Linked DNA regions of Gossypium hirsutum: region 1 is linked to region 2. The links are chromatin contacts, called in public Hi-C maps. All regions are on one chromosome and are shown on one strand. The core of a region is the stretch at or near the end of the contact, and the rest is flanking DNA. Distances in the headings are between cores, read along the strand shown. Region 1 holds the start of LOC121208437 (SWI/SNF complex component SNF12 homolog). Region 2 overlaps LOC107896659 (protein NRT1/ PTR FAMILY 4.3).

Evidence for each region. Hi-C and Micro-C count contacts between places; a contact is called where the count stands out from the background.
Region 1: a contact with region 2 is called in a Hi-C map of leaf, with 2.0 times the contacts expected there. The contact joins the promoter of LOC121208437 here to the enhancer-like site in region 2. A contact is called at or near these places in 2 of 34 Hi-C or Micro-C datasets (both in leaf).

What each region holds. Positions count from the first base shown.
Region 1 is chrA10:93,478,789-93,484,049 of Gossypium_hirsutum_v2.1, reverse strand. LOC121208437 (SWI/SNF complex component SNF12 homolog) reads left to right here and starts at 2,274. Exons shown (of 2, transcript XM_041079035.1): 1 at 2,274-4,502; 2 at 5,047-5,261. The coding sequence starts at 2,929. The coding sequence ends at 5,119.
Region 2 is chrA10:93,209,716-93,215,405 of Gossypium_hirsutum_v2.1, reverse strand. It overlaps LOC107896659 (protein NRT1/ PTR FAMILY 4.3), which reads left to right. Exons shown (of 3, transcript XM_016821877.2): 1 at 1-117; 2 at 655-872; 3 at 1,318-2,968. The coding sequence ends at 2,766. Among protein-coding and RNA genes, the nearest start is that of LOC107896659, 3.0 kb to the left of the region's middle. Within about 2 kb of position 3,140, at least 3 of the 9 cell types and tissues checked have an H3K27ac peak or open chromatin away from gene starts, as enhancers often do. A contact at or near this core is called in leaf, where this site is marked.

The DNA.
Region 1 (5,261 bases), core at 1,025-3,524, 270 kb before region 2:
TAAAATTAAAAGATTATAATTTTGAAATTCGTGTGTTGGCCCCTACTTAGAAGTCTACTAGAGATCAGAAATTGTTGAATAAAGAATAAGATATTTCTTTTTTCCCTTTCAAGTGATCGAAAAATAAAGAAATAGTTAATATATTCAAGAAAATTACTTATTTACAAAATACCATCTCAACGTATCCTATTTCATTAGATTCGGGATGTGAGATGGTTCCGAATTGGATGAATTGGGCCGTTCCAATAAGATTTCATTCTTGAACAAAAATCCATTTTTTGATTCATTTCATCTATTCCATGACCAGAACAGGAGGGAATACATGTTGTACCACGATTTTGAATCAATGCCAGATTTAATCACTCTATTAATAACCGAGTCAGATCTAGTGTATTATAAAGGATTTGCCTTTTCTATTGATTCTTATGGATTGGATAAAAAACATTGACCTGATAGTCAAAGTGTTCATTGTTTCAAGTGTGGGCCTTTTTATTAAAATAACCCCTTAATTTTAATTAAGTACCAAAATGACCCACTTTTTTAATTAAACACCAAAATGACCTGAAATCTACAGTAAAAGTTGGTGGAGCCAAATTATATGGCGCCACCAACTTGCCACGTCAGCAGGGAGCATAAAAAATTAATTTTTGGTTGGAGCCATGTAGAATGGTGCCACATGTATAAATACCAGAAAAATACTGAAATTTTTGAAAACATGGGAGGATTTCAAAAAAATTAACCATTTTTTTGGTGGAGCTGGCGCCACCTGATTCTGCCATGTCAGTCCTTGTTTTTTTTTTTACTTTTTGACTTTTACTTTTTTTATCTTTTATTTATTTATTTATTTTATTATTATTATTTTTAAAAATTTTAAAATATATATTTGAAATATTTTATTAATATATATTTTTTACATTTTAAATATATATTTTTAAATTAATTTTTTAAATTTTAAATATTATTTTTTAAATATTTAAATATTTTAAACTTTCAAATTTGTTATTAGTTTTTATAATAATTTAAATATTATTTAATTTGTTTTATAATATTTTAAATTATGATTTTTAAATTATTTTTAAAGATATTCAAACCATTTTTAAATTCTATTTAAAAGTTAAAAATAATATTTTATTTAAAAAGTGAAATTTAAATTAATAAAAAAATTAAAAAATATTTTTCAATTTCTAAAAATACTGCAAGTTTTGGAAAAATAGGAGACTTAAAAATATTTTTTTAACTCTCCTGCTGAAAAATATTTTTTAATTTTTTTATTAATTCAAATTTCACTTTTTAAAATAAAATATTATTTTTAACTTTTAAATAGAATTTAAAAAATGGTTTGAATATCTTTAAAAATAATTTAAAAATTATAATTTAAAATATTATAAAATAAATTAAATAATATTTAAATTATTATAAAACTAATAACAACTTTGAAAGTTTAAAATATTTAAATATTTTAAAAATAATATTTAAATTTTAAAAAATTAATTTCAAAATATATATGTAAAATTTAAAAAATATATATTAATAAAATATTTCAAATATATATTTCAAAATTTTTAAAGTTAATAATAATAAATAAAGACAAAAAGACAAAAGAAAAGTCAAAAAGTCAAAAAGTAAAAAGTAAAAAGTAAAAAAAATAAGGACTTACATGGTCTGGCGGCGCCATTTAAGTTGGCTCCATCAGAAAAATGGTTAATTTTTTTGAAGTCCTCTCATGTTTTCAAAAATTTCAGTATTTCTTTGGTATTTATACAGGTGGAGCCATTCTATATGGCTCCACCCAAAAATTAATTTTTTATACTCCCTGCTGATGTGGCAAGTTGGTGGCACCATATAATTTGGTTCCACCAACTTTTACTGTAGATTTCAAGTCATTTTAGTGTTTAATTAAAAAAGTGAATTATTTTTATACTTAATTAAAATTGAGGAGTTATTTTAATAAAAAGACCTTCAAGTATGACTTGGATTTGAATCGTGTTAGTCGCATTGTTGTTTTTCCTCTAAAAAAAAGTTATAATTTTAAAATATTAGAAGAGGAGCATTTTAGTAATATATAATAATAGATTGGAGAATTTTTCTTAAATTCGACCCTAACTAAATGTCAAAAATTTGATTAAAGAATATAGTATTATATATTAGTATAGTTTAGTGTTTAAATTTGAGCTTTGTATTTTTCAAGTATAATAATTTTATTTAAATCCTTTTTAAGTTTTGAAAAGAATATTCGAGCTTATACAAATACCCGATAATTTAAGAAGTTTACTATTAAAAGGTAACTAACCCGATCCATAATAATGAAGAAGCCCGGTCCTTTTGCGTCGGATACGGGTCGGTCGGGGCTTTGTTGCTGGTAAATGGCATAGAGAGAGAGAGAAGAGTAGCAAACGAGGCAGCGATAGCGAAGTCTGTTTTTCGTTTTCTCTCTCTATAGCTCAAAGTCTTGGTTTGCTGGAAGAGAAGCCAAAACCGCAAAAGCTTATACCTTCCAAATCTCTTCAATCTTTCGTAAGACTATTGCAGAAGGTTTTTTTTTTCCCTTTTTATTTGTTACGTTGTTCGTTCCCTCTTAATTCCTCTCTTTTACTTTCACCTTTCTCCCCTTTATCTAATTTTGTCAAATTGGAGTTCTTTGTTTCTTGCACTTTTTATCTTTATTTTCCCTTCATTTCCTCAATTTTTTTGGTAAAATTTGGTTTGAATTCTATGTCTTTGTGGCTTTTGCAAAAATTAGGGCCCTTTTGGGGGTGTAGGTACCCTTTAGGGTTCAACTTCTAAAGGTTCGATTTTGAAGGAAAATTTTGCTTATTTTGGTGCTTTTTATTTTTGGGAATTTGCTGAGGTAGCTCGGGATTTACTTTGTTCTGAATGCTTTAGGCTTGATAGGTGTTTGATATTTCGCCTAAGTGAACTAGATTTGTGATGTCCATGAACAACAATAATCCCCCCAAGAGCCTTGGGGCGTCTTCGTCTCCCTTCAGTAGTGCGGGGATGCCTGCAAACCCTGTATTCTCGCAAGTACAAGTACAAGCACAAGCACAAGCACAAGTACAAGCACAACTTAGTGCTGGTTTTCAAGCTCAGTTTCAGCTATCCCAAGCTCAGGCCCTTGCATTGGCTCAGTCAAAAGCTCAGGCCCTTGCTCGAGCTCAAGGGCAGGCAGCTCATGCCCAGTTCCAAGCACAACTTCAAGCTCAAAGTTTGTCTCTTAACCAAGCTCAAAATGCTGGTATTGGTAATTTAGGTTCGACTTCGCCATCCTTTTCTACTCCTGGCAGTGCAAGTGTGAAGAGGATCTTTCAAAGGCCCCCTATGCGTCCTCCTGGTGTTCCGATGACAAACACAATGTCCCCTTTGAGAATGATGGAACTTACACCTGCCGCACGAAGAAAGAAGCAGAAGCTTCCTGACAAACAGTTACAAGAAAGAGTGGCTGCAATTCTTCCCGAATCTGCTTTGTATACCCAGCTTCTTGACCTTGAGACACGTGTTGACGCTGCGGTTGCTCGGAAAAAAGTTGACATCCAAGAAGCACTTAAAAACCCTCCTAGTGTTCAGAAAACTCTTCGAATATATGTTTTCAATACATTTGCTAATCAGGTTCAGACAATTCCAAAGAAGCCTAACGCAGAGCCCCCTATGTGGACCCTTAAAATTATTGGGAGGATCTTGGAAGAGGGGATAGATCCAGATCAGCCTGGGTTTGTTAATAAAACAAACCCCTTGTACCCGAAATTTTCTTCTTTCTTCAAAAGAGTGACTATCTCTTTGGACCAGAGATTATATCCAGATAATCATATCATTATATGGGAACATGCTCGATCTCCCACACCACAAGAAGGTTTTGAGGTGAAGAGAAAAGGGGAAAAGGAATTCACTGTGAATATAAGGTTGGAAATGAATTATGTACCTGAAAAGTTTAAGCTTTCTTCAGCTTTAATGGAAGTCCTTGGCATTGAGGTTGATACGCGCCCCAGAATTTTAGCTGCAATTTGGCATTATGTGAAGGCTAGAAAACTTCAGAACCCATATGATCCGTCCTTTTTTAATTGTGATGCACAGCTTCAGAAAGTTTTTGGGGAAGACAGAGTGAAATTTACCATGGTTTCACAGAAGATATCGCAGCATTTGTCTCCACCACCACCCATACATTTGGAGCATAAAATCAAGCTTTCCGGGAACAGTCCTGCTGGAAATGCATGCTACGATGTGTTAGTTGACGTGCCCTTTCCTATACAGAGGGAATTGTCTGCTCTGTTGGCAAATGGAGAGAAGAGCAAAGAGATTGATGCTTGTGATGAAGCAATATGTGCTACCATAAGGAAAATTCATGACCACTGTAGAAGACGTGCATTTTTCCTAGGATTCAGTCAATCTCCAGTAGAATTTATAAATGCTTTAGTTCAGTCTCAGAGCCAGGATCTGAAAATGGTAGCTGGAGAACCTAGTCGAAGTGCTGAAAAAGAGCGGCGATCAGATTTCTTTAACCAATCTTGGTAAGCTCATTGTTTTTTTCTGTTTTGTTACTGACTTGCAGGTACTGTTGTTATGTATCATTTAGCTCTAGTTAGGAACTGTAGCGGCCTAGCCTATCACTTCAGACATGCAGCCATTCCTACTGATACTATCTTGATTCTTGAATTCTAATTGATTTGGTAGAAACCTGAGTCTTTGATTGACCCTTCTATCATATTTGCTTGTGCCTTGTCTAAACTGTTTACCAATTCTTCCCTCTCATCACCAAGTGGTGAGTACTGTTATTTCTTGAGACTTTTTGTTCTTTGCAAAAGAGCTCATATCTGAACACTAGACAAGCGGGTGGCAGATCATCAAGTTTTACTTCATTCACGCCTGCATCTTGTTTAAGCTTCGAGACTTAATCTTAAAATCTTTTGATTGACACGTGACAACTCTTGCAGTATTTGAGAAAGATAAATCTGTTTGCAGTCTAAGAACCTAATGATAACAATAAAGGTGATAATAGAATTTCCGAAAAACTATGAAAGACATAATTAAGTTCTTTTTTGGTGGTTCTAACAGGGTTGAAGATGCTGTGATCCGTTACCTGAATCGCAAGCCACCTGCTGGAAGTGATGCTCCAGGAAGCATATGAATCATGCAAAGCCACCTAGTGGAAAGTGATGCCCTGGAGAAGCCAGCTACTGGAAGTAAGGCTCCAGGAAGAACATGAATCACGGTTCCGAAGGTATCGATGGCTTGCTAGGTTTTTCATTGATTTGAATCATGTATCAACT
Region 2 (5,690 bases), core at 1,891-4,390:
GAAGAGGGACTGACAAAGGCGAAATGAAACACCAACAAGAGAACACTGTCGATTGGAGAGGCAGACCTTCCAATCCTAAGAAGCATGGCGGCATGTCTGCTGCTGCATTTGTTCTTGGTTTGTTCTCTTTCTCCTTCTCTCTCTCTTTTTTAAATGTTGTCTTCTATAATTAAGCTATTACATGAAGATTCTTGTGTCTGAAAATAAAGTATTTTTCGATGATCATTTACGTACCCTACTATTGCCCAGTCCAGCCACCGTGTCTATATTTTTTTCCCGAAAAAATTTGAGGTGAGAGCAAGCCATCGCTCTCATAAATGGTTGAAAGAGACCAGTCAGGTCAGGTTTGAACCCTAGTGATATTATGAGTTGGTCAACCCATGTTGACCGCCATGTCTATATTTAAGTTCCTTCAGATCTGCATATATACATATTATAGATCAGTTGTTGTTTTTGTTTGAAAAAGTGGGTTATTTTGTGGCTAATTCATAGATTTGAGACATATTATTTTTGAGGGTTAGTCTTAATAATTTTCATGTATGTATTATAGTTTTAGGGTGCAGCATGGTTATAGAGAAAAAGACATGGTTTGATTCTCTGTCATCAAAATTGGGTAATATATAATAAAGGAAAAGTGTGATGTGGAAAATGCAGGGCTACAAGCATTTGAGATAATGGGAATAGCAGCCGTAGGGAACAACCTTATAACATATTTGATAAACGAGATGCATTTCTCGCTGTCAAAGTCAGCAAACATAGTGACAAACTTTGTTGGAACAATCTTCCTTTTGGCCCTCCTTGGTGGTTACCTTTCCGACTCTCATCTTGGGTGCTTCTGGACCATCATTCTCTTCGGCTTTGTGGAGCTTTCTGTAAGCTTCCCCCCCCCCCCCTTTTTTTTCTACTGTTGATAATGCTTCATTTTATACACGTCAATTAGACTATGACACACCATCTAAAATATATTATTTAAATGATATCTTATCATTTCACCATCAAGAATGCATACAATTATATACTATCAACACTGTACCATATGCAGTAGAAGTTTGGCCAACACTGTGCCATTTTTTTTTCATCTTTATTCATTTATAAGAATAAACTCACATGATATCTTTTCATTTAAAGTAAGTTACTTGTTTTATTTTTAATGAGTGACATCACAGTAAACTTAGATACTAATTTTATTTAATTTAATTTATACATTTTTACAAACTTTTACAAACTATCTGAATTTTATGATTTAAAAAAAATAGAGTATTAATTAAAATGGTTGTGTATTTCATCATTAATTTGTTTCTTTCTAAACGTATATAGGGTTTCATATTACTGTCAGTCCAAGCTCATCTTCCTCAACTAAAGCCAGCCAAGTGCAACATGTTAACTGATGGAGACATGTGTGAAGAAGCAAAAGGCTTCAAGGCCTTGATTTTCTTTGTGGCACTTTACTTGGTGGCATTAGGAAGTGGATGTGTGAAACCCAACATGATTGCTCATGGAGCTGATCAGTTCAATCTTCAAACCAATCCCTCACACTCTAAGAAGCTCTCAACCTACTTCAATGCTGCCTATTTTGCCTTCTCCATGGGTGAACTCATTGCCCTAACTGTTCTAGTATGGATCCAAACCCATGCCGGTATGGATGTCGGGTTTGGAGTTTCGGCCGCCGCCATGGCCATGGGACTAATCGTTGTGGTTTCCGGGACATTGTATTACAGAAACAAGCCTCCTCGAGGAAGCATCTTCACTCCCATCGCTCAAGTTTTTGTTGCTGCCATGTTAAAGAGGAAACAAATTAATCCAGAGCTGATGATCAATAGAGATCAAAACCAAGCTGAATCTGGAAATGTGGTTCAGACACAAAGGTTCAGGTTCTTAGACAAGGCGTGCATCAAAGTTGAAGATGGAAGCAATACAAAGGAAAGTCCATGGAGATTGTGCAGTGTTACACAAGTGGAGCAAGTGAAGATATTGATTTCAGTGATTCCTATATTTGCTTGCACCATTGTTTTCAATACCGTTTTGGCTCAACTACAAACATTCTCAGTGCAACAAGGAAGTGCAATGGATACTCAGCTAACCAAGTCTTTCCATATCCCACCAGCTTCCCTTCAGTCGATCCCTTACATCATACTCATCTTCCTAGTCCCATTATACGACAAGTTCTTCGTCCCTTTTGCCAGGAAGATTACCGGTCACGAATCCGGAATTTCGCCTCTACAGAGGATAGGCTCGGGTCTTTTTCTCTCAACCTTTTCGATGATTGCCGCGGCACTTATGGAGAAGAAGAGAAGGGACTCGGCTTCGGGTTCGGGCGAAATAATATCCATCTTTTGGATCACCCCACAGTTCTTAATCTTCGGATTATCGGAGATGCTTACTGCGGTTGGCCTAATTGAGTTTTTCTACAAGCAATCCTTGCAACGGATGCAAGCATTTCTGATGGCAATGACCTATTGTTCTTACTCATTTGGGTTCTACTTGAGCTCAGTACTGGTTTCTCTAGTAAATAAGATCACATCTTCTTCTTCGAAAGGCGGTTGGCTTAGCGACAACGATCTCAACAAAGACAGACTAGACCTTTTCTACTGGTTGCTAGCAGTCATTAGCTTCCTCAACTTCCTAAACTATCTCTTCTGGGCTAGATGGCATTCTCACAATTCTTCTGCATCACCCACCATACAAAATGAAGCAGATGGGATGGGGTTGAACCACTACATCTTGACCAAACATTCAAAAGATGTAGTAGATGAGAATATACCATAAACATGGGACATTATGGCAATTATCTACCACTAATAGTATTGTATTATATATGAACAAGTATTATTACACCATGCAAAAAGGCTCTTTAAGAACTATACAAGTTGTTTAGAAAAAAGTTAACATTTCAGGCTACCTTTTGTTAGTGGCAAACTGGAAATCAAGTGTAATCTCGTTTGTTTGACTAATAATAGATTTGATATCAGACAGAGGTATTAGCTAAAATAAATAGACTGCTTTATTATTTGATAGTTGGGAAATTTAGGAGGAAAAAGAAGATGCCCCTTTTAGAAATGAAGGGTCCCAATGGATCACTATCAACTTTGTTCTTGAGCCATTCACATAGATTCAATGCATCTTCCTACTGCTCGGCTTTTATCCATTCATCAAGTCATTCAGAGCAGCTTTCGGTTTCCATTAGATGACAAGAAAAGAATATGAAAGTTGCAACTGGTGACATAGCTAGCTGGAAGGTTTAAGGGGGCCACTTGTTTTAGAGCTGGTATGTCAAACTACTGTTTGTGATGCATGAATATGCAACATAATCAAGCTCCAATAGATTAAGTCAACTGGGGGAAAAAGGAGGCCTAAGACATCCATTAGCAAATTTTTTGAGAAGTGACCCACTTCTTACCATATGCTAAGAGACATGTCTCAAACATGTCCTTATGTTGGAGCTTGGCCCCCACTGCAACATACTTCACTATCAGTCTCCTCATAAAGCCCACTAGATTTCATTATGTTTTAGTTGCGAGACTGACTAGGAACCAGACTGAAACACTTGTTGATGGATGGAATTGAGTAAGACTATGATTTTATTTCAACAAATTTAATGCAGAAATTTATATTGGATCCTGTCTAATCCTTCAGCCCTATAAAACAATTAATTATATAAAAAAATAAAACATTTGATTTTTTATATAAAAATATTTTAATTATTTAATTTTGATAAATTCCGAATAACAAACGTAACTAATGTAACTCAAACTCAAGCCATACTTAAAGGTAATGAACAACCTAAACCATCAAACAATGACATGAGATTCTTAAGGAATTATATTGTGTATTCTGCTTCTTATTTTATTTTATTTTCCAAAATTTTGATAAATAAAATATTGTGTTGGAAGATGATGTATTAAGGTTCTTAAGGAATTATATTGAATCGGTTTTGTGCAATATTAGGCTATGGATTGATCTGCCTGTGATGTCTTCAAGAATAATTGTGTTGAATTTGCGCATTGATCTGCATTTTGAGTTAGATTTGTGTCTAATTCTAAATTGTGTTTCTAAAATGTTTGTATTAAGGGGCAGTGTTGAGGTTGGCTTATCAAATTTGTGGAAAAAGAATTGTGGCAACTTTTATCTATGATTAAAATTGTACCTTATCAAATAAAAATAAAAATAAAAATTGTTAATTGCATTTCATTAAGAAAATTAAACTTTTGTTTGAGTCGGCTTGAATTACTGTATTTTATGTATGATTAACTTTGAACAAAATTCGAATTTATATTTTGAATTAGATTAAATTTGGATAGAAATAATGCCTAAAAACTCTTCAAACCTAGCTCAGATAACTCTACCGTTGGCGGACTAATGACTCCTTTTGGTGCCCATTTCCCTCCAGTTCAATGTGTTTGGGGGATTTTTCAGTGTAATCACACTGGTCGGAGCTGTTTGGATTGCAAACCGGCGATGTGATGAAATCCATCTGCCACCAATTGAAATAGGATTTTTCAGTGGTCAGCAAAGTGGCAGTGGGCTCACTGCAGTTGTGCTTTTACCTTTTTATCTTTTTCATGTATTTTTTGGGTAAACTATCAAAATAGTTACTTTTGTTTATATAAGATTACATTTTAATCACTTATGTTTGAAATGTTACGTTTTGGTCATTTACGTTATCACGTTGTAACATTTTAGTCACTGAGCCGTTAATTGTCGTTAACGGTATAATAGTATGCTGACATGGCACGTTAAATCATCATTTTAAACAAAAAAATTTAGGTTAATTTACACAATTAATCTCATTTTTTTTGTTTTGAGCAATTTAATTTTTTTCTTTTATGTTATTTTAAGTTTTTTTTTCTTTATTTTTCATTCTCTTCTGCTTCTCCCTTTATTTTTTCCCAAGTTCTGACGCTCTTCATTTAAAAGCATTTTTGCATGGTCACTCCCAGCGGTCAACAACTCTATGGCATGCGCAACCGTGCTGATTAAAAGAAAATATAGATATATACCTAAAAAGAATGTACAAGAAAATCCAAGCTTTAATTTCATGATATGCTCTTATAGTTGCCAGAACAAAAATATATTGAAATAGCACCCCATATAAGGCTCCAAAATTGCACTACTAACAAAAAAAAAATATATATGAAGATGGAAATATGACGGCTAACCAAGGACCAAATCCTTTCAAGCATTCTGCTAATACAACCTGAGAAATACCCAAAGCATAATTTAATTTAAGGTTAAGGAATTAAAAGGAGAATTAACAAAGAATGCAAATTGATATTATATCCCCACACGTCACCTCAGTATTTTCCCCAAGAATTCCAATTATAAGCCCCATCAACCTATGTACAGAAGCCATTGGTTTCAATTGAATGCTTTTTTGTGCCAAGCTGTACATGCTTTCTAACCCCTAACCGAATAAAAGAAGTCAAGTGATTATTTCAGGGTCCGGCTATCATGCATAAATTATCAACATTACAAATATATGTTATACATGGAAGTTACATACCATTTTAATGGCCTCATGTATAGCAAGTGAGAAATATACAACTCTATCCAGTTATATGTTGCAGAGCAAAGACTGTTAGCAAAACCCATCATTATTTGTGTAAAAAATATAACGTCGACAATGACAATGTATCGCAAAGAAAAGAGAAAGAAAAATAAAGAACACAGATTTTTACAAGGAAACCCTTTTG